Linked DNA regions of Sus scrofa: all the other regions are linked to region 1. Evidence: chromatin contacts called from public Hi-C and HiChIP or PLAC-seq data. All regions are on one chromosome and are shown on one strand. Each heading gives the region's core, a stretch centred on a gene start, on an enhancer-like site or on the middle of the called end of the contact. The rest is flanking DNA. Distances are from core to core; before and after follow the strand shown. Region 1 holds the start of SESN2 (sestrin-2). Region 2 holds the start of YTHDF2 (YTH domain-containing family protein 2). Region 3 holds the start of TAF12 (transcription initiation factor TFIID subunit 12). Region 4 holds the start of RAB42 (putative Ras-related protein Rab-42).

Region 1 (7,669 bases), core at 3,274-5,773:
TCCCTCTCTGATCTCATCCATTTCCTGGCCTTCAACTCTCCATTTGGGAGTCTCTTCTACCAGTACCTCAGCACCTCAAAGCTAAATTTGCCTTCAGGAGTTCCTGTTGTGGCTCAGCAGTAATGAACCTGATTAGTAATGAATCTCTGAGGACTAATGATCGACAGGGTTGGATCCTGCCCCACTCACTGGGGGTTAAGGATCCATGTTGCCGTGAGCTGTGGTGTAGGTTGCAGACGCAGCTCAGATCCCGCATTGCTGTGGCTGTGGTGTAGACCCACAGCTGCAGCTCAGATTCAACCTCTAGCCTGGGAACCTCCATATGTCACAGGTACGGCCCTAAAAAGCAAAAATTAATTAATTCATCTTCTCTTGTCCCCTTCCCACCACCTTTTCCTTCACAATTTTTCCTCAGAGCTCCACTTTTTGTTTCAATATTAAAGTCATTTTTTACTCAGGATAGAGAATACCTATCCCGAGTGAAGGTGGAATGGACGACCTCCTATGTCCCCCCTGGGGTTTTCCCAGTCTAGGTTTAGGGTTCCAAAGATGACCCTCTGACTTGGTCTCCTGCCTCCAGCCTCCCGGGTTAGGTAAATTAATCTCACTCTCTACTGACACTTGGGCTGGGGTTCTATTACAACACTTATCACAAGTCTACCTTGGATTGTATTTTTCTATGTGCAAGTCTTATCTGACCCTTTTGATTATAAGCTCCTTGAGGGCAAGGTCCACACCTTGACATCTTTGTCTTCTGCCCTATGCCAGTGAGCACAATGTCCTGCCAATAACATGCCCTTGTTAAAACTAAATCTTCCTTTGAATTGAATCCCCTCTAAATCACCTTCTCTAATTATGTCAGATTCAGCTTTTATTTTTAAAAATATCCTTTGTAATATCAATGTTTACATCAGCTTTACTGGCATTTCATCAGCTACAGATAAAGGTTAAACCCCTTGGTTGACATTCAGTATCTGCCAAGATCCGCCTCAGTTTACATTTCCAGCCTTATTCCTGCCACCTCCACGATCCTTGTTTGGTCTTCAAGCCTTTCGCTCTGCAAATCTCTGCCCGCTGAAATCCAACCCACCATTCATTAACTTTATTGGTAAATTGTGACCAGAGTGAAGGCATCTCTTCCAGTCTTCAATACCTCAACACATTGTTGTTACCTTTGTGTACCTCTGGTCTTCAGATTTGATGCAGCCTTGTTATCACGTCTGCATGTCTTACTCCTTCTCTCCAACTAACAATGGAATAGGTTACTGACCACTTTTGCAAAATGAGGAAATTTGAGCTCAGGAAAATAAAATTTCATGTCAAAGTCATACAGTGTCTTCTTTTGACTGCACCAGACTGTGTGAGAGCCTCTTTAGGGCAGGAAATGTGCCTTACAGTTTCTCTCTCCCCCACTAATATGTAGTGAGTCCTCAGGAAATACTTTCGAATGAATGAATATGAGTTGCTCTCCTCTGTGAAATGACCCTTTAGAGTCTTCAAGGAAGCAACTAAGTCATTCCTAAGGCCTCACTTCATTAGTGAATTTGTGAAAAGCAAGAGATAATGATATTCTCAATTGGATGAAATTTTGTGACCCAATCTCCTTGGAAGGAAAGCTGGGAAGGGGCACAGATACTGCTTTTTACCAAGCTCCAACAAAAGTCCAGGATACACCTGTTATCCCAGGTAACTCACCACAACCTCATGAAGTAGGCACTAGGCCCCTCTTTGACAGATGAGGATGCTGAGGCTTAAGAGATATGCTGGCCAACATCAGTAATGTGTTGAGTAAGGATTCAAAACCAGACAGGAATGGCTCCAAAGCAGAAACTCCACTCCACCACTGATGAGAGAAGGACCTGGATATGTATGAAGCATGAGACACAAGAAACAGATGTGTAAAGCAGAACTCTAATATATTAATTGGGAGTGAGAAACATAATTGGGCCTATAACTGGGCCAGTACATACCTCTTTCTAAAACAGCCTCCATGAAAAGCCAAATTATCATCTGAAGGTGGCTAGGCAGTTGGAATCTGAGCAAAAGGAACCTGTGAGAAGATGAATCACTTCAACCAGCTCCCCACAAAGCAAACCTGCTGGCTGGGGCTCCAGCTTCTTTCCTCTTTCTTTCATTCAGTAAACATTTATTGACCATCTGGTGTGTTCCAGGCACTGTCCTGGGCTCTGGAAATCCAGCGGTGAAGCTTCCAGCCCAGGAGAACATGGCTAGGGGACATGGCCTGGGCTTGTTCCTCCCCTCCCCCACACCTTGTATTTTTGGCTCAGGCAAGATCCACCTCCTGTTGCCATACTCTCCACTGTTGCATCAGCTATGCTGAGGCCACTGATTGGCCAAAGCTTTTTTTAATTCCTCAATCACATTCCAGTCCTGAAGTTACCACTAGATTGGATTTGAGATGTTGAGGTTTCTTCAGCTTCAGACCCTCTCACAGATTTTAACCCTCATGGGATTATCATGTGTTCTGTATTCAGTCTTCCTGAATTAATTTTCTAATCCCAAATTCTGGGGTCACTCTGCTATAATAGAATGATCTTATACCCTGACCAGACCTGGGGCTACGATTTCTCAGCCCAGATGTAATTTTCTGAGCTCTTATTGTTTTGCCACACCCTCCTCTCCCATCTCAGAATATAATTTCTGCCTTGGGGGAATTTCAGGAAAGAAACCCAACTCCAGCTGATTTATTTGATAAAAGCAAGGCACAGAATCAACCTCTGTGGCTCATTCACACATCATTCATTTAATTACTCATTAAGCAGACATTTGGCTAGGTGCTGAGGAGGTCCTTCTGGCTGACGAGTCCTGAGCTGTCAAATTATACAACCAACATTGAAATTGTCCCCACGGGTTGTGTATTAGGAGGCAGAACAACCACAGACTCTTGAAAACAGAGCCAACTATCTCCTAAAAGCACTGCCCAGGAGTCAGGCAACCAGTTTTTAGCAATGTGACCCCAAAATAATTTTTTCGGCTCTTAGAATCTGTTTCCTTACCTGGAAAACGAATTGAAATTAATGCTAACCCTCCAGGACCACTGTGGAGAGAACGGATGTTGGGCAATACTCATAATTCAGGTTCGTCGATTGTATCCTGAGGACAGAAATCTTCAGGTTTCAAAAAAAAAGCTCAACGCTCTTAATAAACAATATACCAAAACCCATGAGCTGGGTGCTTTCGGATAATTGGCTAAGAATTCCAGTTAGGTTTTGTCAGCTATGAACCCTCAGCGCCCCCTGCAGGCACGACTCTGCTATAGCTCAGAACAGACGGGGAGGGGAAAAGGTGGTTCACAGGATTGTCCGTTCTTGAAAAGAGGCCAGGCAACAGCTAAGTAAAGATTGTGTGGTTGTTGAGGAGTTTCCCTGATGCCAGCAGGAACCAGATTCCCAAAGGACACTCCCCCGCCCCCCCAGCCAGAATGCACTTCCCGTTGTTTCGGCTTACTCTCTCACCGTACAGACGGAAGCCTGGGGTCCAGAGAGAAGGCATTTGCTCAAGGTCCCTCAGGAAGCTGGTCACAGGGCAATACCTGGAACCTTGGGGTCCAGGTCCCCAGTCGAGGGCCACTTGCACCACAACACACGGCCCCAGGAGCCTCACATTTCCAGGAAGAATTCTTTGCTGAATTGGCTCCGATGTCCTGATTTCCCTCTTCCTCCTTCTCCTCCACGCCTAGAGGCTCCATATATTCCATTCTCAATCACCCTGAGGCCTGTCACTGAAGCAATGCCCCAGGGCCTTGCCACCATCCTGATCCACTTCTTCCTGTCCTCAAAAGTCTTTTGTATACCCCCCACTCCTCGAAAAAATTGTGCTTGGAAGCAGAATTAATGTTGAAGGGTCCAGTTCTAACCCTTAGCTGTGCGAATCCAGGCAAGTCACTTCGCCTCTCTGAACCTGGTTCCTGCTGAGTAAAATGGGGCGATAACGTTTACCTTCACAGGGGCTATTGTAAGGATGAGAGCTAAGGCATACAAATTCCTTAACAAGGCTTGAATAAAGATTAAGAGACCAACAAACTGTAAGTATCATTTAAATTGTTACTATTGTTCTTATTTTAAAGTACAGTGACTGGCAGATAGTTTTGTGTTCAAGAAAGGTGATTATAACCATTGAAATTAAAAGTTTGGCGCTAGAAACCCGGCCTTAAGCCGGGACTAAATAAACGATGGTTAATGATATAGCTTTTTTTTTTTTTTTTGTCTTTTTGTCTTTTTAGGGCCGCATCGGTGGCTTGCGGAGGTTCCCAGGCTAGGGGTCGAATCAGAGCTGTAGCTACTGGCCTACACCACAGCTCAGGGCAACGCCGGATCCTTAACCCACTGAGCGAGGCCGGGGAGAGAACCTGCGTGCTCATGGATGCTAGTCAGATTCGTTTATGCTGAGCCAGGAAGGGAACCCAAGTGATGTTGCTTTTTTGACCCAAGGGTGCCCAGGACGTTTGCAGTCCAAAAATCTCCTGAACAAAAGCTGCTGCGCTTACTTGTTTTCGGTCAGCAACAGGCTCCTCTTACGAAAACCGCGGGCGTCCAATGAACAGGAAGATGGGCGGGGTTGCCTGGCAGCCAATAGCAGTCCGCAGCGGCATGCGGGCTAGGCCCAGGCAGGTTTCCAGGCTGGTTAGGGAAACTAAACCGCAAGACAGTTTGCTCGGCGGGGAGTGTCTCCAAATTCTCCTCGCTCTGCTTATCAACCGGGCTCTGATTGGTGCAGACTGTGTCGGCCCGCCCCTCCCGCCGCCGGCCCCCTCCCCTGGGAGGTGGCAGGGACTATCCCCTTCGCTTTCGTTTCTTTTTTTTTTTCTCTTTCATTTTCTTTTAATGAACTTTTGGTTTTAGTGCATGTTTTTCCTTTTCAAATTATAAATGACATATGTTATATCAGAATATTTTGAAAATACAGGAAAGTGTAAAGGTACAAAAGACGTAACTCGAAATATTTCCCCCCCTTTATGTTTTCTAATGTTTTTCAGGCTTTCTACTCTAAACTGGTATTACTCCTGTTCATTATTCTATTGTAAAAGTGTAAAACTGGAAGGGATCAAAGTGCTCACCAAAGAGGACTGGTTCAAATAATAAACCAGATTCCCAAAAGACCCTCCAGCAGGAATGCACTTCCCGTTGTTCTTGTCTCCACAGTGGAATATCATGCAGTAAAGAAGCAGGAGGTAGCTCTACGTGCTCTATTGTAGATGCTCTAGGTGAAATGAAAATGTATGCTGCATTTAATGTTAGGTTAAAACAAACAAAAAAACAAGTTGCCCAGTGATGCACTTAGAATTATGTCATATGAAGTTCCCGTTGTGGCGCAGTGGTTAACGAATCCGACTAGGAACCATGAGGTTGCGGGTTGGATCTCTGGCCTTGCTCAGTGGATTAAGGATCCGGCCTTGCTGTGAGCTGTGGTGTAGGTCGCAGATGTGGCTCGGATCCTGTGTTGCTGTGGCGTAGGCCGGTGGCTACAGCTCTGATTAGATCCCTAGCCTGGGAACCTCCATATGCAGGGGGAGCAACACTAGAAACGGCAAACAGACAAAAAAAAAAAAATAGAATTATGTCATAGATACCATCCATAAATATACAGAGGCAACAAAAGTCTGGAAAGATGTGTAGTTTGCAACAAACTATTAGGATCCAGTTACATCTGGAATAAAAGGATGATAGAGAATTATAAGGTTTTATGCACTATATTTATTTAATGATTGTTTAAAAACCAAGATGGGACTTCCCACTGTGGTGCAGTAGGTTAAGAATCCTGTGTTTCTGCAGCTGTGCCTGCCAGAAGTCACAGTTTGGGTTGGGATTTGATCCCTAGCTGCAGGGCTTCCATATACCACTGGTTCAGTTGAAAAAGCAAATAAATAAATGAATGCCAAAATGTATTATGTTGGTAACTTAATAAATAAAAAAGGATCCTTTTAGAGAATGGGAGCAATCCTTTCAAAATTCTAATCCTACTACCAAGAGAGGATCAGTGTTAACATATTGGGGTTTTTTTTTGGGGGGGTTATATTTATTTACTATATATTATATATTCTTTTAAAAATCTTTTTTGGGGAGATATGCTGCAGGAGTGGCCCTAAAAAAAAAAGACAAAATATAAAATTTATATATATGTTCTTTAACCTATGCATATATATAGTATATAAATTATGTATGGTTATATTGCCTGCTTTTTCCACTTACTACATTTCATGATAATTTTCAAGATATTAAGTATTCCTTAACATAATTAAAAAAAATAATAACCTGAGATTTTACAGATAGGTCATGTTGTTTTTAGTAATTTTTTTAACTGAGGTAAAATTGGTTTATAAAATTATATTACATGTCAAATGAAACTAAATTTCTAGAAGCAAATTCACAAGTCAAAGACTGTAAACAAATACATTTTGCTTGATGCTAATGATAAAAACTTTTAAAAGTTTATATCTGTGAATATTATTGAACCTGTTTTCAGTTGAGCTGCCATAACAAAATATCCTAGACTGGGTAGCTTAAAAAACAGAAATTTATTTTGTCACAGTTCTGGAGGCTGGAAGTCCAAGATAAGGTGCCAGCATTTTGGGGTTCAGGGGAGAGCTGTCTTCCTGGCTTACGAATAGCTGCCTTAGCACTGTGTCCACAGATGGCAGATCATAAGTAAGCTCTCTGATGTCTCCTCTTGTAAGCATACTAATCCCATCATGAGGATCCCACTCTCATGACCTCATCTAAACCTAATTATCTCCCCAAAGGCCCTATTCTGAAATACTATCACACTGGGGGTTAGGAGTTCAACTCATGAAATTAGGGGGACACAATTCAGTCCATAGCAATCCCTAAAATGAGCCTGGCACTCTGCTTCAGGCAGAGGTACAAAGGTGAATAATGTGCAATACCTGGTTGCCAAGGTCAAGTAGATGAGGAAGATGGAAGCAAATATGGATAGCTCAGATAAGCAAAGACATGATAATAGTCTGACCAAGGAGTTCCCGTCATGGCACAGAGTTAGCGAACCTAACTAGGACCCATGAGGTTGTGTGTTTGATCCCTGGCCTTGTTCAGTGGGTTAAGGATCTGGCATTGGCGTGAGCTGTGGTGTAGGTTGCAGATGCACCTCAGATCTGATGTTGCTCTGGCTGTGGCGTAGGCTGGCAGCTGTAGCTCTGATTGAACCCCTAGCCTGGGAACCTCCATATGCCGCAAGTGTGGTCCTGAAAAGTGCAAAAACAAACAAAAAACCCCACAAAAACAAAAGCAAAAAGAAATAAACAAAGAAAATAGTTCGACGAAGTCACTACTGAGCATAAAACTCTTTGTGGATCTTATCATCCAGTTGTATTTGGATATACAATGGGTCATATTTGGTCTGCTGATAGATTTTATCCACTCCTCTAGGTTTACAAAAAATTGATGAAGTTGCTAAGCTATAAAAATTAGGTCCAGGAATTCCCTAGTGGCTCAGTGGTTTAAAGATCTGTCATTGTCACTGCTGTGGTGGGGGTTCGAGCCCTGGCCCAGGAATTTTCACGTACTGCAGGCACAGCCAAAAAAAAAGGAGTTCCCATTGTGGCTTAGTGGGTTAAGAACCCTACTGATATCCATGAGGATGTGTGTTTGGTCCCTGGACTTTCTCAGTGGGTTAAGGATCCAGCATTGCCGTG
Region 2 (7,669 bases), core at 1,663-4,162, 400 kb before region 1:
TAACAGTCCCACATCCACTGTTTACAAGAAACTCAGTCAATACTCAATAGGTCAAGCTGGAGGAATTAATCCAACATAAGGTGGCGAAAAACTGGTTAAAAAGTGGTTGAGGGGGAGTTCCTGTTGTGGAGCAGAGGAAAGGAATCCAACTAGGAACCATGAGGTTTTGGGTTCAATCCCAGGCCTCACTCAGTGGGTTAAGAATCCAGCATTGCCATGAGCTGTGGTGTAGGTCACCAGCTACGGCTCTGATGATATGACCCCTAGCCTGGGAACCTCCATATGCCACGGATGAGGTCCTTTAAAAAAAAAAAAAAAAAAAGTGGATGAAATACTCTTGACATTAATTACAAAGACGAAATTTTTTAAAGACATTATGCTTTAGCTTACTTAACAAAAAAACAAATGCACTTAGTATCACCGGTTATGCCATTATACAGCAGAATGCCTACACCTGAACTGGCAGGTTCCCACATGCCCCTGAGCTCAAAAATCTGAATTACACAATGTTTCACAACTACCTAGAATTATGTTTCCAAATGCTCCCACTCTCCCTGTTATAATGATTACGTAAGCAAACTACTTCAAGAGCAGGAACCCAATAGTTCATTCCTCTACTTCCTTCCCTACTTTTCCTCATTAATTGGGTGTCTTCTGCAAAAACTTTTTTCAAATCACATAAGTGGTTTCTAAACTTTCAACGCAGAAAATTTTACATAAAGAATCAAAAAGTTTTATGTAAAAATTAGGCCCAAACATGGGCATGCACTAATATGTAAATTTATTCAACAATTGTACATATCATACAACATCTATTTAGAATTTATATAAATGTACCCTAAGTTTCTTCATCTTCTACGATATTTTGCATGAGTCATAGTCAGTTTTCTTTTGACTGGGAAGTTATATTCATTGGCTAAAACTTTGTGACTATGTCTTTGGGATCCAAGAGATATCAATACACAAAAACTACAAAATCACGTTTCTGCATGCACAGGCCATGTTCATATATGTGAACCTATATACAACTAATCTTCCTGTTAGAAGATTACACTGCAAAAACAAGAACTCCTTTATTTATTTATTTTTTTTTTTTTTGGCCACTACACAGTGGCTTGATGTGGGATCTGTTCCCAGACTAGGGACTGAACCCAGGCCACTGTGGTGAAAGTGCCTGAGTCCCAACCATTCTCCGTCTTTGCGCTAAACAGCACTGTATCTTAACACTATTTTGTAAATCCTCTAGCTCCCCTAAATAAAAAGCCGGATACGTCCAAAATTGGTCTTTATAAATGTAGACATGGCTCAACTTCAAAATCGTTCTAAGAACCCAGTAACTAGTGGCCAGACAAAAGGAAGATAACCAGTTCCACAGCAATGAATAAAATTAAGGTGATTTTGTTACTTTCTCCCATCACGTACAAATCCAATTTTCCTAAAAGAAAAATGCTTTGGGGATGAAAATTCAAAATCTTCAACAATGGAAAGGATCCTTAAATTCTGCACTGATATATTATTTGTAAGGAGGAAAAACTACTCAAACAAGTGCCACTGTTAGTATACTGTAAAATGTTATCAGTACTAGTCTCTCTCAGAAAATTGTGTTTGCTGACAAAGCAGATGAGGATCTTAACATTTGTAACTGTTTTTATACCATACTGATTGGTATTAAGAAAGTCATTCCCTAAAAATGAGATTTACTGACAGATCAGAGAAAAGATAATGGTATACTACATCCTTTGATCAAGCATGTAAATGGTTAACTACTCACGGGCCTTGCCTGTGGACTCAAGTAAGGTTCAAAATCATCATCATTTAATCCATCCTTTTGATGTACAGATCCATTTTGCACTAAAGAAAAAAAAGCTCGTGTTAGGGGTGTCTCAAACATGCACTCTACTTCACAAATTAATTAAAAGCCTTCCAACCAGAGAAAAACCTTACCAAACAGAGCAAATATGTTTGGATTTCAAAAGGATAAACCAATATTCGTCAGTGAAAATGTCTCCCTCCACCCAGAGCAAGTTGATCTTAAAAGGTCATTTTATTGGCTCCTCTAGATTTCAATTCCCTCCCGCTTCCCCTCCCCCATCACATGTGAGTACTTCCAGAGTGTGATCCACGAGGATGAAAAACAAAGGCCTTCTAAGACCTACAGGAAACTAAGGACCTGGGACATTTCAAAACCGAATCCACCCCCACCTCTAATGAATTACTCCTTGTTCACCAAAAAGCTGTTCGCCAGCTGCAGGAACACACGGAAAGGGTCAGATACTTAAGTGTGAGGCACCTGCAAACTAAGCGGCTTCCGAAAGGTCCTCTCCCCGGGGCGCTTCCCGGAGACCCCGCCCCCACCACTCGGGGCCCCCTTCCCGGCCCGTGGCCACCGGCGGAGCTGGGCTCACCTTTGTTTCCTTGACCTTTTGGTCTCTGCGGGCGAAGGAAACGTCGCCGAGCAGCGGGTCGTCCGAGGAAGAAATGGAAAAGGAAACACCAATTAAAGCCGGGCCCGAGAAGGGAATAAAGGCGCAGGCCTGAGGAGAGGCGTCGGGGAACGGGAGTGAGGGGGAGACTGAGGATGGGAGGCGGGGGAAAGCGCGAGGCCAGCGGGCCCCGCGGAGAGAAGCGGGGGCCGCGCCACGAACAACGCGAGGAAACCGGGGCTTCACAGAAGGGGAAGGAAACAAGAGGAAAAACGAGGCCCGCCGAGAGAAGGGAACACGGCGCGGCCGGCGGGCTCCGAGACCCGGGGAGGAGCGGGGAGTGCGGGTGAGGGCGAGGCGCTGGGCGCGGCCGGCCGGAGAGCCTCGAAACCCGGCCCGCGAAAGGCGCCGCCTCGGCTCGGCCCGACCGGGGGCGGCGGGCCCGGGCCTAGTCGGGCTCCCTCTCGCCTCACACAATGGCCGAGGCATGCGGGCCGGGCCTGTACCTGCTCCAAGAGGCTGCTGGCCGACATGGCTCTCGGATCCTCCGGGGGGGCGACGGCGGCGGACTCTCCTCAGGGCGGCGGCGGCGGATGAGCCCTGGCGGCGGGAGCAGGCGGCGCGGCGGCGGCTTTTGTCCCTGACACTCGGGGGCCTCGGCGGACGCAGCGGAGACACCGCGCGCGGCTCGGGCTCCGGCTCCGACTCAGCGACGCTCTAGCCCGAGAACTCAACGCCCGTCTCTATGCCTTGACGCGCGCACCCGCCCCTCGCAGCCGAAATAAGGGCGCCGAGCGGCGAAAGCGGACGGCGCGCGCGGCGCGACGCTGACTCTCACATTCACTCACCCACGCGGAAGGGGCCGGGCGCGAAGCACCCCGGGAAGGAAGAGGCGGGGGCGCAGCGCCCTCTGGTGGGCTGGAGGAGCGGAAGCGGCGCGCGCGGCCTCCCCGCCCCCACCGCCTCGGTATTGGGGCCTAGGAGGGTGGGGGCGGCTAGGGTCGCACCAAGAGGCTTTGACTAACAGCTGGAGGGAAGGGAGCAGCTTTAAGCTTGTGCAAACACATAAACGCCGGTTTTTCGGTGAGGAAGCGACCCCCCGAAGGCTGAGAGACCTTAAAATAAACCTGTTTCCCCAGTTGCAGATGGCACCCTACCCCATGTGGGAGGGAACAAGAACTGGGGTCACAGAGCCCTTAGGGAAACTTCAAGGGAGCCCTGCCCTGAGAAAGACACCCTCCCACCTGGTTATCCTCTTCTGTTGGCACACTACAAAAAGAGTGCCCGGAGAGCAAAAATAACCGCAAAAAATCTGGTCCCCTGAGAAAAGGATTCACCCTTTGGCATTGCAGGGAGGAGAATCTAGAAACTACAGTTCTTTTTTTAGGGATGTCGCTGACCCCCATGATACTCTGTTAAACTATGGACTTTATTTCCAAGAAAAGTCACCTCATTAATCTACACAAAATTGTACATGTTCTTTCAACGAGTTCAGAAAATCTGCAGAAAGACATTAATGCTATCTGAATACCTGCTATAATCTAGGCTTTGTTGTTAAATGCTTTAAACATATTAAAGTCTTTCAGCATCTTCAAAATTGCTATCAGTCTATTCGTTTTACAGCTGAAGAAACAGAAGTTAAGTCATGTGCCCAAAGTCACACAGCTTTTAAATAGGTTTATATGACATTGAGAAGAATAGTGTCCCTCTGCCCTCAAGAGAAATCCTGTATTCAGGAACCAGAATCCAGAGGAGATTAAAAGGGTGGGAAAAAGCATTTTTAATCAGAGGCAAACCTAACTTCTGCAGGGATATTTGATCCTGGCAGGCCATCTCCTAGTAGCTTTTGTAATTTCAAATACTTGTAAACAAATAATGCTCTAATAAGTGTCAACCTGATACCATCCACTCCATGGATACAAGAGTCATTGGTAGACTCAGTAGTAAAATAAGTGATAACACAGCATCTTGGATTTTGCATCATACTTTTGCTTGAAGTGCTCAAAGCATTTTTTTCTGCCCATGATCATGTAGTTAAAATGAATAAGGTCAGGTACCAAATGCACTAGACTTCAGCTGAGTCCACTCTCAGAGCATGGAGCCCACCAAGGGAATAAAAGAAACCTAGTAAGTCTTTTTCTTTCTTTTTTTTTTTTTTTTAAGATACTTAGCAAATCAGCTATAACAGATGTTTTTAAAAATAAGTTAAAAAAAATAAAGATACTTAGCCAGTTAACCCCATTGCCCAGATTTTTGGGTAAACCCTAAGCAGTTACCTACACTTACTCTTGCAGTGGTATGGTAAAAAGAGCATTAGACCAAAAGTCATAACCTCGGAGGGAGAGAGACCAAATACTGGCCTCCCCAACAGATTTGCAAAATTAGGTAAACTACTAAAACTTTCAAGTTCCTACTGTGTCACAGCACAATGGATGGCCTCTCAGGAGCACTGGTATGCTGGTTCCATGCCCCGCCCGGCACAGGGGGTTAAAGATCCAGTGTTGCTTGTAGCTGTGGCATAGGCTGCAACTGCAGCTGGGACTGTGAACAGTGGCCAAAAAAAAAAATTTACCAAACCTTTCAGAGATTCCCTCATTTAATAAAGGGGATAATAATATCTACCCAACAGGTTTGTTGCAAAGATAAATTTCAAAAAAGATCTTTAAAAACAACAAACGCAAACATTAAAGCAAATCTGGTACATTGTAAATTCCTTTCCTGTGATCCCATTAAGGGATGATAGTGAAAATTCCCTCCTGGAGTTACTGTCCTGGCACGGCAGGAACGAATCCAACTAGGAACATTGAGGTTGAGGGTTCAATATCTGGCTTCGCTCATTGGGTTAAGGATCTGGCGTTGCCATGAGCTGTGGTGTAGGTCACAACTTGGCTCAGATCTGGTGTGGCTGTGGCTCTGGTGTAGACTGGCAGCTACTACTCCAATTCGACTCCTAGCCTGGGACCCTCCATATGCTTCGGGTATGGCCCTAAAAAGACAAAAGACAAAAAAAAAGGAAGAAAAAGGAAATCCCCTCCATTTAATAATATTTTCTGTAGTGCCTGAAATTTTGGTTAGTTTCTTTGGGATTACTTTCTGTACTACTGGAGTTCCCTTTTAAAATGCATATATCGGAGTTCCCGTCGTGGCGCAGTGGTTAACGAATCCGACTAGGAACCATGAGGTTGCGGGTTCGGTCCCTGCCCCTTGCTCAGTGGGTTAACGATCCGGCGTTGCCGTGAGCTGTGGTGTAGGTTGCAGACGCGGCTTGGATCCTGCGTTGCTGTGGCTCTGGTGTAGGCCGGTGGCTACAGCTCCGATTCAACCCCTAGCCTGGGAACCTCCATATGCCGCGGAAGCGGCCCAAGAAATAGCAACAACAACAACAAAAGACAAAAAGACAAAAAAATAAAATAAAATAAAAAAATAAAATAAAATAAAATAAAATGCATATATCCTGTGGGAAGGGTAGTCTCTAAACCTGGGCTAGCTTTAACTGGTCCCTGAACAGAATACACAAGACTTATATATATTTAAGGTGTTTGTTTTTTTCCTTTTGTCTAGGGTCACATGCGTGGCATATGGAAGTTCCCAGGCTAGGAGTCATATCAGAGCTGTAGCTGCCAGCCTACACCACAGCCACATCAACTAGGGATCTGAGCCACCTCTGGGACCTATGCACAGCTTGTGGCAGTGCTGGATCCTTAACCCTATGAGTGAGGCCAAGGATCCAACCCGGTCCTCATAGATACTAGTGGGGTTCTTAACCCATTGAGCCACAGAGGAAACTCCTCAGTCCATCTTCTAACAAGTGTTTATTGAAAGTCAGGCAGTGTGCTGGGAAGAAAGTCCTTTTTTTTTTTTTTTTTTTTTTTTTTTAAATTCATCCTTGTATTTATTTCTTCTTTTTTTGGCTCCCCCATGGCATATGGAGTTCCTGCGTCAGGCTGCAGGTTTGACCTAAACCACAGCTGTGGCAATGCTGGATCTTTAACTCACTGTGACAGGCCGGGGGTTGAACCTGTGTCCCAGCAGCTCCCAAGACACCGCCAATCCTGTTGCGCCACATAGGGAACTCCTGGGAAGAAAGTCTTAAGAGCTCACTTCTCACTGAAGCCTACAGTCAGGGAAACAGACAGTAAGCAAAGAGCTATTCAAATAGCTTTTCAATCACTGTCGTATAGAGTGCAATGAGAAAACACAGATGGACCTTGCTTAGTCAGGGGACCAAGAAGCTTTCCCTGAAGTCCTAAACTTCAGCTAAAACCTGAAAGATGACCAGACAAGGACGGAAGGAAGGAGTCAATATGCACAAAGGCCTCCAGCAGGGAAGGAGCTTGAAAGTGGTAAGGAATTTTAAAAAGGCCAGTGTGGGAGTTCCCGTCGTGGCGCAGTGGTTAACGAATCCGACTAGGAACCATGAGGTTGCGGGTTCGGTCCCTGCCCTTGCTCAGTGGGTTAACGATCCGCGTTGCTGTGAGCTGTGGTATAGGTTGCAGACGCTGCTCGGATCCTGCGTTGTTGTGGCTCTGGCGTAGGCTGGTGGCTGAACCTCCATATGCCGCAGGAGCGGCCCAAGAAATAGCAAAAAAAAAAAAAAAAAAAAAGACCAAAAACAAAAACAAACAAAAAAAAAAGGCCAGTGTGACTGACACATTATGAAAGAGAGAGGGTGACACCAGATGAGACTCAAGAATTGGGCAGAAAGGAGAAAAATAGGGACTTTAGTTGTTAGTTATAAACAATGATGAACTAGTTAAGGAATAATAGGAGCCTAGCATTCTCAGGTTTATGTTTTAGGAAGTTCACTCTGGTTGCAGTGTGGGAAATAGATTCAGGAATAGTAGGTTAAGTATTAGAATATTGCAAAAGATGATGGTCTAATATAATGACAGTGAAGTCAATGAGAAATGGACAAAATGGGAGTTCCCATTGTGGTGCAGTGGTTAACGAATCCGACAAGGAACCATGAGGTTGCGGGTTCGATCCCTTGCCTCCTCGGTGGGTTAAGGATCTGGCGTTGCTGTGAGCTGTGGTGTGGGTCGCAGATGCAGCTCAGATCCCGCGCTGCTGTGGCTCTGGCGTAGGCCCATGGCTGCAGCTCCGATTGGACCCCTAGCCTGGGAACCTCCATATGCCGTGGGAGTAGCTCAAGAAAATGCAAAAAGACAAAAAAAAAAAAAAAAAAAAAAAAAAAAGGACGTCTTAGAAGGTAAAATGGGGAGTTCCCATTGTAACTCAGCAGAAAC
Region 3 (7,669 bases), core at 2,569-5,068, 320 kb before region 1:
TTTAATGTTTATCTTGGCAGACTGTTTCTATGTACATATACATTATATACATATATAATGATACAAGCTTACCTCAGGAAACAAGGCAAATCTCAAACAACCTAACCTTACACCCAAAGCAACTATGCACATACATATATATATATATATATTTTTTTTTTTTTTTTTCTTTTTTGGCCACCCCAAGACATAATGGAGTTCCCTGGCCAGAAATCAGATCTGGGCCACAGTTGTGAACTACTCTGCAGCTTTGGCAATGCTGAATCTTTTTTTTTCTTTTTTCTCAGTAGCAGAATAGAAAATAATATCTAATTTTATTAGTTAAAAACATTTAATTACTTTACACATGGACTAGGCCTTGATCATGCTCAAGCCCAATACTCCAATTTTTTTTATTTTATTATTTTTTTAATGATTTTTATTTTTTCCATCATAGCTGGTTTACAGTGTTCTGTCAATTTTCTACTGTACGGCAAGGTGACTCAGTCACTCATCCATAAATACACTCTTTTTTTTTTTTTTGATTTTTGCCATTTCTAGGGCCTATCCTGCGGCATATGGAGGTTCCCAAGCTAGGGGTCTAATCGGAGCCGTAGCCACCGGCCTACACCAGAACCACAGCAACACGGGATCCGAGCCGCGTCTGCGACCTACACCACAGCTCATGGCAACACCGGATCCTCAACCCACTGAGCAAGGCCAGGGATCAAACCCACAACCTCATGGTTCCTAGTCGGATTCGTTAACCTCTGAGACATGACGGGAACTCCCATGCATACATTCTTTTTCTCACATTATCATGCTCCATCATAAGTGACTAGATAGGTTCCCAGTGCTATGCAGCAGGATCTCATTGCTTATCCACTCCAACCCTGAATCCTTAGCCCACTGTGCCAGGCCGGGGATGGGACCTATGTCCCAGAGTTCCAGAGACACCGCTGATCCTGTTGCACCACAGCAGGACCTCCTACAGAGGTTTTTTTTTTTTGTTCGTTTGTTTGTTTTTTGCTTTTAGGGCCGCACCTGTGGCTTATGGAAATTCCCAGGCTAGGGGTTGAACTGGAGCTATAACTGCTGGCCTACACCACAACCACAGCACCAGATCTGAGCCGTGTCTGTGATCTACACCACAGCTCATGGAAACCCCAGACCTTTAACCCACTGAGCAGGACCAGAGGTTGAACCCACGTCCTCATGAATACTATTTGGGTTCGTTTCTGATGAGCCATGATGGGAACACCACATAGGTTTTTGTTTTGTTTTTTTTTTTTGCTTTTTTTTTTAAGGGCTGCGTGCGTCATAGCATATGGAAGTTCTCAGGCTAGGGGTCCAATCGGAGCTACAGCTGCCCGTCTACACCACAGCCGCAGCAACATGGGATCCCAGCCGCGTCTGAGACCTACACCACAGCTCATGGCAATGCCAGATCGCTAACCCACTGAGCAAGGCTAGAGATTGAACTTGCATCCTAATGGATATTAGTCGGATTTGTTTCCCCTGTGCCACAACCGGAACTCCCTATTTTTTTTTTAAGTAAAAAATGTATTGGAGGAGTTCCTGCTGTAGCTCAGTGGGTTAAGAACCTGGCATAATGCCCATGAAGAGTTCAATCCCTGGCCTTGTTCAGTGGGTTAAGGATCTGGTGTTGGTCGAGGATTTGGCTTGAATCCAGGATTGCTGTGGTGTAGGCTGCTAGCTACAGCTCAGATTCGACCCCTAGGCCGGGAACTTCTATATATCACAGGTCTAGCCCTAAAAAGGGGGGTGAAATTTGGAGTTTCCTGGTGGCCCAGGGGGTTAAGGATCCAGACTTGTCACTGCTTCAGCTTGGGAGAAGCTGTGGTACAGGTTCTATCCCTGTCTCCAAACTTCCACATGCAGCCATGAGGCCAAATCCAACCCCCGAAACCCGTATTAGCATTTCATGTCTCTGCTCAGCCCTCCAATACCTTCCCATTGCATCATAAAATCCCATGTACCCACCATAGTCTATGATGTCCTGCCTGAACTGATCTTGCTTGGCCTTTCCAACCTCATTGCCTGCCATTCTCCCCATCACCAGTAAGCTCCAGTCATCTTCTCCTGGTCCTTGAATAAGTTCTTTGCTAGCACATTACTCAGCTAGGTACGTCTGGTTTATTCTGATATTTTTTTCCTCATTTGTGTCTTTGCTAGTGGTTCGTTTCCCCACTCCAGATTGTAAACTCTTTAATGACAAGGATGTCTGTTTTATCTACTAGTATATGTGCAGCAAAAGCCTTGGCATAAAATGAGCATTCATTTTTTGAATGCATGAATGTATATTTAAACTGAAGAGCAGTGCAAAAACAAAAATGGTATGCCAGACTCCTTAGAAGAATGAAGGGATCAGAGTTCCCATAGTGGCTCAGTGGTTGGAGAATCCGACTAGGAGCCATGACGTTGAGGGTTAGATCCCTGGCCTTGCTCAGTGGGTTGGGGATCCGGTGTTGCCGTGAGTTGCGGTGTAGGTGGCAGACACGACTCAGATCCCATGTTGCTGTGGCTGTGGTGTAGGCCAGCAGCTACAGCTCCAATTGGACCCCTAGCCTGGGAACCTCCATATGCCGCAGGAGTGGCCCTGGAAAAGGCAAAAAGTCAAAAAGTCAAAAAGTCAAAAAAAAAAAAAGAATGAAGGGATCAGTGGCAGAGAAATAAGACTAGGACGATAACTCGAAGCCTAATGGTGAAAGGGCCTGGAATCTGTGAACATGGATCTGTGACAGTGTAAGGGAGGATTGTGAATTTGGTGGGATGAAGATGGCAAGATATAAAGACAGGAAGGGGAAGTTCCCTCATGGCTCAGGGGATTAAAGATCTGGTGCTGTCACTGCTGTAGCTATGGTCAGAGCTGGGGCATGGGTCCCACCTCTGGCCTAGGGAACTTCTTCAAGCCACAGGAATGGCCAAAAAAAAAAAAAAAAAAAGAAAGAAAAAGAAAAAGAAGACAAGGGAGAGCAAATTGCTGCATCAGTTCAGGTAGGAGACAGCTTTTCCTTGTGACAGTTACTGCTGTTCACTCTGGGCTGTCACAGCACTTTGTACTCTCCTTTATGTTTGCAGGTTCTCCATCTTAGTGTGTGGACCTGGGCTCCAAAGGGACTGAGGCTGGAATTGTGTTTTGTTTATATGCCTAGCATCTAGCATAGCATAAATAAAGCAACTGTCACCATGCATTTGATGGAAGAGATAACCAAAGGCATCAGTTTAATGGTTGAAGTACAGTTCAGGCTTTGGAGTGAGAATTTGTGAGTTCAATTTGAGACTCTGCTTTTATTAGCTACTTAACTTGCTTAATCTCACAGATTTCCTTTAAATCGTTAAAATGATTTACCGTAGGTTTAGAAAAATTTCTGGCAGATAGTAAGGGCTCAATTATTACTATTATTATTAACTGCCTATTCACAGTCATAACCCAATCGGTCTCCCTTGTCCTCAGATTTTTCCTGCTGGGGTCCAACGGGATATCTATGGAGTGTTGCTGTCCCACGAGTTATTACCTTCCTGATAGCACGACAAAGACACCAACCAAAAATGGCGACCTCTAAGCCATCCGAGGACGTCAATGCTGGTCATGATAGCGATATACACAGCAGGCAGAGTCGGAAAGAAATAGCTAGGGCAGGGTTCGTACCGCCAGAATACAAAGCGCATAGTTTGCTTACACTGCCCATTAACCACAAGCCGAAAAAACCTAACCACCAGAACTGAGCTACAGCGCAGAACGGCGACCACGTGTCGGAGAGCAGTCTGCGCCTGCGCAAAGCAGGCGCGCGCCCGCCAGCCGGAAGAGCCGCGCGTTTCCGGGTTGGAGGCGGGGAGCGGTGCCGGAAGTACTCGGGGAGGGCCGAGCAGTCGGACCGGCTGCTGAGACGAACGCTTCACTGGGGCAGTCTCCGCATATCATGGGGAGATAGACGCTGCTGCCTGTGAGTCTTGGGCCCTGGCAGTTGAGGAATAAGAGCGGGAGGAGGGAGTCAGGACCCAGACCACAGTGGTCAGTGTTCGAAGAGCCAAATTGTGAAGGAGACTGGGCTGTGTGAGGAATCAGGCTCGTGGGACGGGACTGAGGGGCTCGGGGATCGGAGAAGACGCGGCTGTGGGGACCTGGGCTCCAGACGGGACTTAGGGAACCGGGATGGATGTGAGTTCTCCCGCACGCAAGGGAAAGCGAGTTGAGAGAGATAGGATTATGAGGATCCGTGCTTCTAAGAGGAGAGGGTCGGAACTGAACGGGGTGTGAAGACACGGACTCCTGAGAGGTAAAAGCGAAGCTGTTAGGACTTGGGCTCTTAAGCGGCAGAAGCGGAACAGTGAAGACCCAGGCTTCTAACGATTCAGAAACAGGGCAGCGAAGACAGGTTCCTGAGAGGCAGGAGCGGTAAGAGAACATTTGGGTTTGGGAAGAACAGGAGCGGGCAGTGAAGACGCGCTTCTTTGGGGACCGGATCGGGGCTTGCAGACTCCGAAGTACCTGAGGGAACAGGACTATGAGGACCTGAGATCCTAAAAGCGGAGAGTGTAAGGGGCTGTGTCTGTAAGTAGATCAGCCTCCAAGGGAAGGGGAGAGAGTTTGAAAAAGACATAGTGATCCTTCCCCCATCCCCTCATATTCTCTGAACCGGGAATGGTAAAGGATGTATTCAGGGGAAGACGACTCCTTCACGCTGCCTATTTGGCTTTTGGCAGGCTTATCGTGTCAGAACGATCTAGGAAGCCAAGCATCTTCGTTTTCTGCTCCTTCAGGAGTAGCACTGGTGTGAAGTTAAAGCAGTTTGAACTCAGTTGTGTACTTTATAAGTGCTTTAAATCCCATTCCACTCAACTCCGATATTTAGCATAGATCTCTGCATTTCAAAGAAGAGAATGACAGAGATGGAGAGACCCCGGAAATATCAGGCGTCCCCCCACACCCCCGGGCTTGCAGCGGCTTTATGTAGGAGGATATCTGTTTCTCTGTTCCCAGACCAGGGTTTGGAACAGCAGCGGTGAAAGCACCAAGTACTAACCACTAGACCACCAGGGAACTCCCAAGATCATCTTTTATAAACTCATATTTTACCTCTAAGGAGGCTAAAGTCCAAACAGGGCTTAGGGTTACACTGAGTCAATGATTGATTAGATGGAAATTTTGTTACAGTACCCTGCTCTGCATAGCAAATGGGAGAGGCTCGGTTAATACTCCTTGAAAACATGCTTCTAGAATCTTTGCTCTAACTTCAAACTCAAGAGGGAAATTTTTACAGATTTAAGTACTTTGAGTCTTGTTACTGTATTGACATTGATGCAGTGAATGTCACTTACCAGTTAGGAAACCATTAAATGAAGCCCCTTCCCTCTCAAAAATAGTCATTTAGAAAGTTCATATAGGTAAGTTGTATCCTGTATTTTTAGCATAAGCATTTACTGGAAATAGCCGCTTTCAGATAAGGATGGTGGAGAGACTTGGACTAGTCACTTCCCTTCTTCAATAATACCTTTTACTGAAACTTACTCAGACTAACCAAACACCATCATAAGCACTTTCAAGTATTAAATCATTTAATTACTGCTTACTGCCCCACCAGTTAGATATTGTTAATCCCATGGCACAGATAAGGAAATCAGTGCAGAGACGTTAAATGTTTCCCTGAAATCACATGGTACTAAGTGGCCCAGACCCAGTCAAACTCAGGTGTTTGAAGTTTTTTCTGCTTTTCTAAGTGGATTCCTCGCCTTGTCTCAGTTTGCCCATCAGCAAAATTGCATCCTCATCTATCTTTGGAAAATGTGCTACTTATTTCACTCATTTGTGGCTCTAGCATTGATTGAATTATTATAATAGGATTTCTAAGAATGTACCTGATAGAGAATCATTGTGTTAGAGTGGATATGAACATAGAACATATTACTTTTAGGTCCCGGGGAGGCGGGTGCTGCTTTCATGGCATGCAGAAATTCCCAAACCAAGGATCAGACTTTCACTGCAGCAGTGGCAATGCCAAATCCTTAACCACTAGGCCACAAAGAAACTCCAGAACATGTTATCCCTCCCCCCCCCCCCCCCCCCCGCCACAGCTGCACCAAGGCATGTTTAAGTTCCCAGGCCAGGGATCAAACCCATGCTGCAGTTGCGAACTATGCTGCAATTGCAGCAACGCAGATCCTTTAACCCACTGTACTGGACCTGGGATCAAACCTGCCACAGGTTCATGAATTCAAAGAACATAGTACTTTTTACTCAAGGTGTTTGGGGGAAGTCCCTAAGTACTTTGGAAACAATATATCGGCTGTGTTTACAACCAGTACCATGAAACAGGTGTGTTGGAAGCAGAAGACAAACTTTAAAATCAATACATACCTGTCGTGGTGCAGTGGTTAACACATCCAACTAGGAACCATGAGGTTGCGGGTTTGACCCCTGGCCTTGCTCAGTGAGTTAAGGATCCCCCGTTGCCATGAACTGTGGTATAGGTCAAAGACGCAGCTCGGACCCCCAGTTGCTGTGGCTGTGGCGTAGGCCAGCATCTACAGCTGCGATTAGACTCCTAGCCTGGGAACCTCCATATGTGCCAGGAGTGGCTCTAGAAAAGGCAAAAAGACCCAAAAAAAAAAAAAAAAAAAAAAAAAAAACAGTACATACAGACTTAATTTTAAATCTTAGATACTAGTTGTTGGAGTTGGAGGGAACTTTAGAATTTGCCTGGTCCTTCTAATTATGTAGAAATTCTGGTTAAAAGGAGCTCACATAACCCAGTGGTAGAACTAGGATAGCACTCAGCCCAGCTGACTTGAGTCTTTTTTTTTTCTTTTTTTGCCACACTCATTGCATGTGGAGGTTCCCAGGCCAGAGATCAAACCCCAGCCATCGCAGCACCCCAAACCACTGCAGCGATAACACTGGATCCTTAGCTGGCTGTGCCACAAGAGAACTCCACTGTTCTTTTTTTAATGTCTGTAGTAATAAGAATGGTTATAGGATGTCACCAATACATAGCAAGATGGGTGAAACCTTTTAGGTTTTTTTTTTTTTTTTTTTTCTTTTTTAATGGCCACAGCAATGCCAGATCCTTTAACCCACTGTGCTGGGTCAGAGATTGAACCCACACCTCTGCAGTCGGATTCTTAACCCACTGCACCACACTTCTACCTTTTAGTTTTTATATACTGATTTTTATAACTAAGATTTAAAACAGGAGACTATATATATAATATTAGCTTTTTTTTTTTTTTTTTTTTGTCTTTTTAGGGCTGCACCTGCAGCATTTGGAGGTTCCCAGGCTAGGGGTGGAATCAGAGCTACAGCTGCCTGTCTACACCACAACCACAGCAACTTGGAATCTGAGCCATGTCTGCGACCCACACCACAGCTCATGGCAATGCCCATTCCTCAACCCACTGAACGAGGCCAGGGATAGAACCCACAACGTCATGGTTCCTAATCGGATTCATTTCTGCTGCACCATGACAGGAACTCCAGCAAAAGTTTTAAATTGCACTTATCATGCACCACACATTCTTCTAAGTGCTTTAGATGTATAAATTCAGTGAATTGCCACAATCATATGAGGTACACTTTATGATTAACTGTATTTTTCAGATGAGGAAATTGAGGCATAAAGAGATTAGGTATCCTGCTAAAGGACATGAAGCTAATAAGTGGCAGAGTTGG
Region 4 (7,669 bases), core at 2,481-4,980, 280 kb before region 1:
GCTCATGGATACTAGTCAGGTTTGTAACCACTGAGCCACAATGGGAACTCCAGTGTTCAGACTTTTATTAGGGGATTCTGTGTGTGTGTGAAAACTTAAAAAACCACTTCAATTCCAGCCTAACAGTGTCAGGTACGATGTCAGGTACAAAGGACGGACTCTGGGTACTATGCTGTGTGGCAACCATTCACTCATATTATTAGGGATTCTGTGGCACATGGAAGTATGGAAGTGAACTCATGCCACAGCAGCAACCAGAGACACTGCAGTGACGACAATGGATCCCTAAGCTGCTGTGCCATAAGGGAACTCCAGGGGTTTCTTGAGATCAACACCTGCTTAGAGGGAGGAAAGGAGGGAAGCAAGATTGAACAGGATAATTTATATATATTTTTTGTTTGTTTGTTTGTTTTTCTTTTTGCCTTTTCTAGGGCTGCAGCCATGGAGGTTCCCAGGCTAGGGGTTGAATTGGAGCTGCAGCCGCTGGCCTACGCCAGAGCCACAGCAACGCAGGATCCGAGCCGCGTCTGCAACCTACACCACAGCTCACAGCAACGCTGGATCATTAACCCACTGAGCAAGGCCAGGGATCGAACCCGCAACCTCATGGTTCCTAGTCGGATTCGTTAACCACTGTGCCACAATGGGAACTCCTATATATATATATATATATTATTTACTATACTTTTTTGCCTTTTTTTTTTTTAGGGCTGTACCTGTGGTATATGGAAGTTCCCAGGCTAGGGGTCCAACTGGAGCTGGAGCTGCTGGCCACAGCCACACCACCACCAGATCTGAACTGTGTCTGCAACCTACACCACAGCTCACAGCAACGCCAGATCCTTAACCCACTGAGCAAGGCCAGGGATCAAACCTGCATCCTCATGGATACTAGTAGGGTTTGTTACCCCTGAGCCACGACAGGAACTCTAGCAGAAGAATTTAGCTGTGATGTCCAAACAGTGGCCTCAACTGACAGCATGGAGTGATGAAGCTAGGTTCAATCTTCAGAGATGTTTAGAGTCAGGGCAAGGGGGTCAGGCTTTTGAACACTCCCCCCACCAATAGATTTAATAGATTGACACTGGATGTGGGCTGCCCCCATGGTCAGGCAGTTCCCAGAGTGAACTGAGCTACACCCCAGGCAGCACTCCCAGGAGCTGAGAGGTACGGTGGGGAGGGGGCTATGGGTTCTTCAGCCCCCTGAGGGAGATCTTGGTGGCTAATCCCCATGTCCACTGTGTGCCCAACACAGGAGCTGTTCACGTTCATCCCTGCCTCCCAGATCCAGATCCAGATCCAGCCCCTGGCCATGGAGTAGGGACACTGAGCAGCAACCTGGGTTTGAGGGCACACTTTTTCATCCAGGCTCCAAGGCTGACAAAGCCTAAGATTCCCTGTACCTGTTCTCACCTGTGCGGGAGTGTCCACACGCTGAGCGGCTCAGCGTCCAAGTCCAGGGACACTGCCAAAAATGGCCACATCCAAGCCAAGAAAGAGCAGTGATGACAGTTCTCGCCGTTCCATCCTCACAGTGTGGGAGGCCCTGGCTGAGCATATGCCACCCGTTCATGCCCTCAACCCCCTGTGAGGTGAGGTCTTTTATGAGCTCCTCTTGCTGGAGGAAACAGGCTTAAGGACAGGAAGCTGCACACCTGGCCTTTTAGACCTTTCTGGTGGAAAGGGGCTGAGCTCTGAGACCCTAAAATCCAAGAAGCGTGACTGTGCCAGGATACTGTATATATTAACTGTCTGGACAGATTCTGCCATTTGCCCTCCCGAGAGATATTAACACTCTCCATCCCCCCAGGCCTTCTGAGGGCAGCGCTGCTTTAACCCTTTCCCTCCCAGAGTCAACACTGGCATGGGCCCGGATGCTGCTTCCTGCTGAGGGGCCTGGGGGGTTGGGTGTTGATGAGCCGGACACCCCCCCAGTCCTCCTCCAGCTTGATGTCCCCCTGCTGCAGGGCCTGCTGGATGGCATCAGCAACGGTGTTGAAGGCCAGATCCACATTGCAGTTATTTTTGGCGGAGGTCTCCACGAAGGCCATGCCCAGGGAGGCAGCCAGCTCTTCCGCCTCCTGGGCTGAGACACATCGCATGCTCTGCAGGTCACTCTTGTGGCCAACCAGCAGGAAGATCGCCTTGTCGGGGCCCTGAGTGGCCATGACCTCCTGGTGCCAGTCTCGGATATGTTCAAAGGACTTCCTGTTTGTCACATCAAAGACCAGCAGGACACCCACCACATTCCGGTAAAAGGACCTGGTGATGCACCTGATGGTGGAGGGAGTAAGTTATGAGACACCTTCAAGACACCCCAGAGGCAGGACTCCTTTCATCCACTGACTGCTTCACACTCCCCATTATAGCTCATCTCACACTGCCCTGTGAGTCTTTTCCCCAGCATCTGTCTCTCCCAAGTAACTGTGTGCTCCCCACTTAGGGAGCAGGGTTTTTTTTTTTTTTTTTTTTTTTTTTTTTCCTTTTTAGGGCTGCCCTTGCAGCACATGGAGGTTCCCAGGCGAGGTGTCAAATCAAAGCTGTAGTCACCAGCCTACACCACAGACACAGCAACACCAGATCCCCCCCATGTCTGTGACCTACACCACAGCTCATGGCAGCGCTGGATCCTTAACCCACTGACCAAGGCCAGGGATCGAACCTATGTCCTCGTGGATGCTAGTCAGATTCATTTCCAGTGAGCCATGATGGGAACTCTAAAGGAGCGGTTTTGATTTCCATACTCTCCTGACCATTTCTGCATTCTTGATGTTTTTCCGATTGCAGGTTTTGTTTCCCCATTCTCTGGCTGGCAAACTCCTATGCATCCTGTATCGCCAACACAAATCTCTCTTCCTTTCGCATCTCCTTGACACCTCCCTCTCTCTGCTCCTATGGGCTTTTCAACACCCAGGTCATTCATCCCTCCAAATTCAATGTCAAAACTTTCCTCTGGGGCAGGGCACCAGGTCTCAGGTATTGGGCTCAGAGGCTGTGTTTGCAGGATGAATGGCTCAAGAGTGAAGGACTTATAGGAACTCCCGTGGAGGACATGGGTTTGATCCCTGGCCTCACTCAGTGGGTTAAGGATCTCGCACTGCCGCGATCTGTGGTGTAGGTCGGATCCTGTGTTGCTGTGGCTGTGGCTATAGCCTAGGTCAACAGCTACAGCTCCGATTCAACCCCTAGCCTGGGAACCTCCATATGACGGGGGTGTGGCCCTAAGAGAAAAAAAAAAAAAAAAAGTGAAGGACTCAGATCCAGGATGGGGACCCCCAGATCTCTACTTGGGCCACTGCGACTGACCACCTCCATGGTCAGGGGGACAGGCATTGAGCCGCCCCAACCAGAGGTCCCTCTCCCGCCCCACCTCCACCCCACTCCGCCCCAGCCCTGCCCCCACCGCGCACCTGAAGCGCTCCTGGCCCGCAGTGTCCCAAAGCTGCAGCTTGACGCGCGGCCCGGCCCGCAGCTGTAGAGTGCGGCTGTAGAACTCGACGCCCACCGTGGGCGCCGACTCGAGCTCCGGCTCGGGCTCTGGTATCCAAGGCGCGTCCGCCACGTAGCGCCGCAGCAACGACGTCTTGCCCACAGCCGTGTCCCCCAGCAGCGCGATCCGAAACTGGTAGCGGAAGCCCCCAGCCTCCATGGCCGGCGTCGTGGCTCCCTCCGGCCGGGAGACCGACTGTCCGGGCCGCGCCCTGCGGCTCCGCCCCCAGCCCCGCCCCCTCCTCGGGCCCCGCCCCCGGGCCGTGTGCAGCCACCCTGACCAGCGTCTTTGGCACCAAGGAAAAGGACCTGGAGGAACCCAAACCCGAGGAAACACCTGGGCAAGTCAATTCCTCACTCTGGACTTCAGATTCCTCCTCTGTAAAATGGGGATAATAATCCCTACTTCACAAGATGAAAAAATTAAACTAGATAATGTGGGGAGGAGGACTAGGGAGAATCAGACTTGCACTGACCTGAATCTAACAGCGCCAGAGCATCCACTTCTCATTGTTGGGATGGTTTCTCTCTGCAGCCCCCACTCTCTGTTAGTCTCCCAGTAGGGCCCCCGCTGCTGGACCTGGAGACACCACTCAAGAAAGTTGATCATTTATAGGTGCTCTTTCCCCACCCACGTGCCCCTTTCCTGGAGCCCCACTGGCCTGGTCTGGGGCCTTGTGTTCAATGTTCGGGTTCAATGTTCAGCAGTCCCTATTGCTTCCTCCCTGCCTGCCTGTGCTGGGCCCCAGAGAGGGACCTGGACACAGTGGGGTAGAAGAGGCAGGGTACAACTGCAATTCCAGAGGAAGGGCAATTGGCTGTGGACAGGACAGCTAACATTTATGAGGCCAGATGGTCAGTTCCTAATGCTTTGGGACAGCAATGCTTTGAGAAGGCCGTAGTGTGTCCATTTTAGAGCTAAGGAGATGGAGGCTTAGATGTGTGACTTGTCTCAGGTCACAGCAGAACTCGGACTTGTGGAAGTTCCTGGGCCAGGGATCAAACCCATGCAGTTGTAACCTGCCCCACAGCTGCGGCAATGCTGGATCCTTAACCCACTGCATCACATGGGAACTTCTTAGATTTTTTTCCCCCTTCACTATCCCTTTGATGCCACTAAAGGGGACTGCAAAGCAAATTCCCAAAGGACCAGACAAAGTCATCGGGTCCCACTTGGGTTAGGGGCGAGAGGAAGGCAACCACATCTGTATCCAAGATCCACTCCATAATTTTCAGTCTGATCTTCTGGACACTCAGGATTTCAGGGAGTTCTGGCTGGTCCCAAACAGCTTGTCTATACGTTTAATCCCACTGTCCCACTGTGGATGGTAGTTACCAGTTTAACTTGTTTTGGCAAACTGGCAGTAGGGAGCAGTTCTCCCTAAAACAAACCGTCACATCATCACATTTCCTCCTTATATAACCTTGTGAGTAGATGTTAGTCTGCCCAGTTTTTTACAGATGAGGAAACTGAGGCTCAGAGAAGTTAAGTAACCAATCTAAAATCACTAGCATGGAAGATTGAGACTAGCTTCCCAGTCTGTTTCTGGCTGGATAGGCTGGGGACTAGGGAAGGCCCAGGTTTTCTTGTACCTACCTCTAAATAAATCACTGAGAAGCCCTTTTGTGGGGTCTCCTAGTAATCCTGGCCTTTGGCCACTTAAATAGTAGTGCCTATAGGGGCTCAAGTCTGCTTATCCCTGACTTCCAGAAGGAGAGAGAGGAGCATCAGATGGGGAGGGGGGGTGTTGGGAAAGGAATCCTTCCTGCCAGCTTTGCCCAAACCAGGAGAGTCTGCTCCACTCCCACATGCCCTGCGGATTCTTCCATTGGGATGTTCTCCTCCCCTTGCTCTGCTCAGCTGGAAAAATACTTGTTGCATTAGGCCTGTGCGAATTCCCCCGCTCTCCACCCCCATGCCTTCTTTACCCACCACTGGCGCTCTGAGCTCCAGCCATGCTGACCATCTTCCCTCTTCTCAGCCCTCCGCCGGGAACACTCCTCTCCCGCTCTTCAAAGGGTAAGCAACCCCTACTTCAGGCCTCAGGTTAGATCTCTGTCCTCAGGAAGCCCCTCTCCGACTAAGGTCACAGACCCTTCTGTCCAGTGTAACGTCTGCCTCCCTTCTAGGCTCAGGCCCCCTGGGGATAAGGACCAATGGCTTTATCTTCAGTGCTTGGCACAAAGTAGGAATTTGGTGAATATTTGTGCTTGAATGAATGAATAAAAGTGGATAAGTGCTATTCATTCGTTCATTCACTCATTATTCATTCAAACACCATAACAAAGCTGGACTGGGGTGGGGGGGGGCGGCTACTGAGTCAGAGGAGACCTCTTGGAGGAGGTCATGCTGGGTCTCCAAGGACAAGCGGGAGCTGGGGAGGTCAGAAGGAGGGGCACTCCAGGCAGGGGCAGCTGGGCAAAGGCAGAGAGGCATGAAACAACTTGAAAGGCAGTTTGAAACCAGGCGTCCCAGAAGCCTTTCTGCTCAGCGCGTGGGGGCAGAGTGCACTGTCAGCATCTGACTCCTTGAACTTCCTCTCCTAGATGCTCCTGCTGTGGGCTGGGATCATGTGCCTGAGTCTAACTGCACCTGGCCCCAGAATCTGGATTCAGCTGACTTTGTCACAGACTCCCTATGTGACCCAAGGGCAAATCATTTCCCCTCTCCAAATCCGCTTCCCCTTCAGCTAAGTGAGGCAGATCACCTCACAGCGTCGTTCTGGAGTTACTGTGTGTCATAGCAGGTACGTTATGCACATTTGTATTAGACAGATCTGAGTTACAGTTCCAAATGATGCTTACTAGCTATGTGGCCTTGGCCAAGTTTCATTCATTCATTCATTCATTCACTTAGTAATTATTTCAGTAAATGCTGACCATCTTTTATATACTAGGCACTTATACAGCAGTGGAAAAAAAAGACATAATTCGTGTTCTTGGGGAACTCACATTGTAATGGGAAAGACAAAATAAATTAATATGAAACGTGATAACAATCAAACCATGGTTTGAAGGGTGGCAGGGTGCTATTTCAAAAGAGGGTGGTCTGAGGAGGTGACATTTGAATAGAAGCCCAGGGGAAGGGTGGCAGTGTGCAGTGTGGTTGTCTGTGAAGCCACGGAGGACAGTTCCAGGCAGGAGGAACAGGAAGAGCACAGGCCCTGAGGTGGGAGAGGCAAGGGTGCTCCAAGAAGAGCAGAGAGGCCACAGAGAGGGAGCAGAATGAATGAGCAAGTGGTGGGTAGTGAGAGCAGACAGGAGGAGGAGCCAGATATATGTGGTTTCTGAGGCCCTCATGGGGACTTCTGCTTTTATTTTCAAATGTATTGACAAGTCAGTGATTTTGGGGCAGGTGAATAACATAATCTGACTCCTCTCTTTTTTTTTTTTTACATCTTTATTAAGATATAATTGATATGTAATAAATTGTACTTACTAAAAATATTCCATAGATGCTTAATTCTTGAGTTTTGATATAGGTGTACACCCGCAAAGACGCTGCAATCAAGATAATGGTCTTTGGAAGTTCCTGTTGTAGTGCAGTGGGTAAGGATCTGGCATTGCCACAACTGTGGCATAGGTTGCAACTGTGGCTCTGATTCAATCCCTGGCTCAGGAACTTCCATGTGCCACAGATGTTGCTTAAAAAAAGAGGGAGATAATGCTTTTTAACAGCCAGGCTGGTATGTTGAGACCAGCCTGCAGGAGCAATGGCAGAATCAAGGAGACTGGCTAGAAGAGGAGTGGGATCTTGTGGGTCATAGATAAAGATAGCGTCGGTGGAGAACACAGGGTTTGCCGATGGATTGGGAGTGGGATGTTAGAGAAGAGAGGAGTCCTGGGTCACCCTAAGGACTTACTGAGATGAGGGAAGAGCATGTTTGGAGGAGGAAAGGCTGTGTACTGAGAAGCCTATTAATAAATAGCCGTCTGGGAGTTCCTGCCATGGCTCTGTGGAAAACGAATCTGACTAGTATCTATGAGGACACAGGTTCTATCCCTGGCCTCACTCTGTGGATTAAGTGTTGCTGTGAGCTGTGGTGTAGGTTGCAGATATGGCTCGGATCCTGAGCTGCTGTGGCTGTGGTGTAGGCCGGTGGCTATAGCCCTGATTAGAGCCCTAGCCAGGGAACTTCCATATGCTGCAGTTTCGGCCTTAAAAAAAAAAAAAAAAAAA

What was found. Hi-C and Micro-C count contacts between places; a contact is called where the count stands out from the background. HiChIP or PLAC-seq counts read pairs in DNA pulled down with a chosen protein or histone mark.
Region 2: a contact with region 1 is called in a Hi-C map of skeletal muscle, with 4 times the contacts expected there. The contact joins the promoter of YTHDF2 here to the promoter of SESN2 in region 1. A contact is called at or near these places in 1 of 47 Hi-C or Micro-C datasets (skeletal muscle) and 1 of 2 datasets of contacts at active chromatin or transcription factors (alveolar macrophages).
Region 3: a contact with region 1 is called in an H3K27ac HiChIP or PLAC-seq map of alveolar macrophages. The contact joins the promoter of TAF12 here to the promoter of SESN2 in region 1. A contact is called at or near these places in 1 of 5 promoter capture datasets (fetal liver) and 1 of 2 datasets of contacts at active chromatin or transcription factors (alveolar macrophages).
Region 4: an H3K27ac HiChIP or PLAC-seq map of alveolar macrophages shows a contact between it and region 1. The contact joins the promoter of RAB42 here to the promoter of SESN2 in region 1. A contact is called at or near these places in 3 of 5 promoter capture datasets (fetal liver, fetal skeletal muscle and liver), 10 of 47 Hi-C or Micro-C datasets (alveolar macrophages, blood, embryonic fibroblasts and 5 more) and 2 of 2 datasets of contacts at active chromatin or transcription factors (alveolar macrophages and skeletal muscle).

Annotation. Positions count from the first base shown.
Region 1 is chr6:85,318,836-85,326,504 of Sscrofa11.1, reverse strand. It overlaps SESN2 (sestrin-2), which reads right to left and starts at 4,523. Exons shown (of 12, transcript XM_021095666.1): 1 at 4,508-4,523; 2 at 1,971-2,050; 3 at 1-1,859.
Region 2 is chr6:85,712,390-85,720,058 of Sscrofa11.1, reverse strand. It overlaps YTHDF2 (YTH domain-containing family protein 2), which reads right to left and starts at 2,912. Exons shown (of 7, transcript XM_005665152.3): 1 at 2,824-2,912; 2 at 2,692-2,822; 3 at 2,544-2,689; 4 at 2,406-2,541; 5 at 1,772-1,851. The coding sequence starts at 2,912.
Region 3 is chr6:85,639,236-85,646,904 of Sscrofa11.1, reverse strand. It overlaps TAF12 (transcription initiation factor TFIID subunit 12), which reads left to right and starts at 3,818. Exons shown (of 6, transcript XM_021095678.1): 1 at 3,818-3,947. LOC110261125 (a long non-coding RNA gene) reads right to left here and starts at 3,773. Exons shown (of 2, transcript XR_002344955.1): 1 at 3,519-3,773.
Region 4 is chr6:85,599,100-85,606,768 of Sscrofa11.1, reverse strand. It overlaps RAB42 (putative Ras-related protein Rab-42), which reads right to left and starts at 3,730. Exons shown (of 2, transcript XM_003356245.4): 1 at 3,411-3,730; 2 at 1,724-2,274. The coding sequence starts at 3,649. The coding sequence ends at 1,854.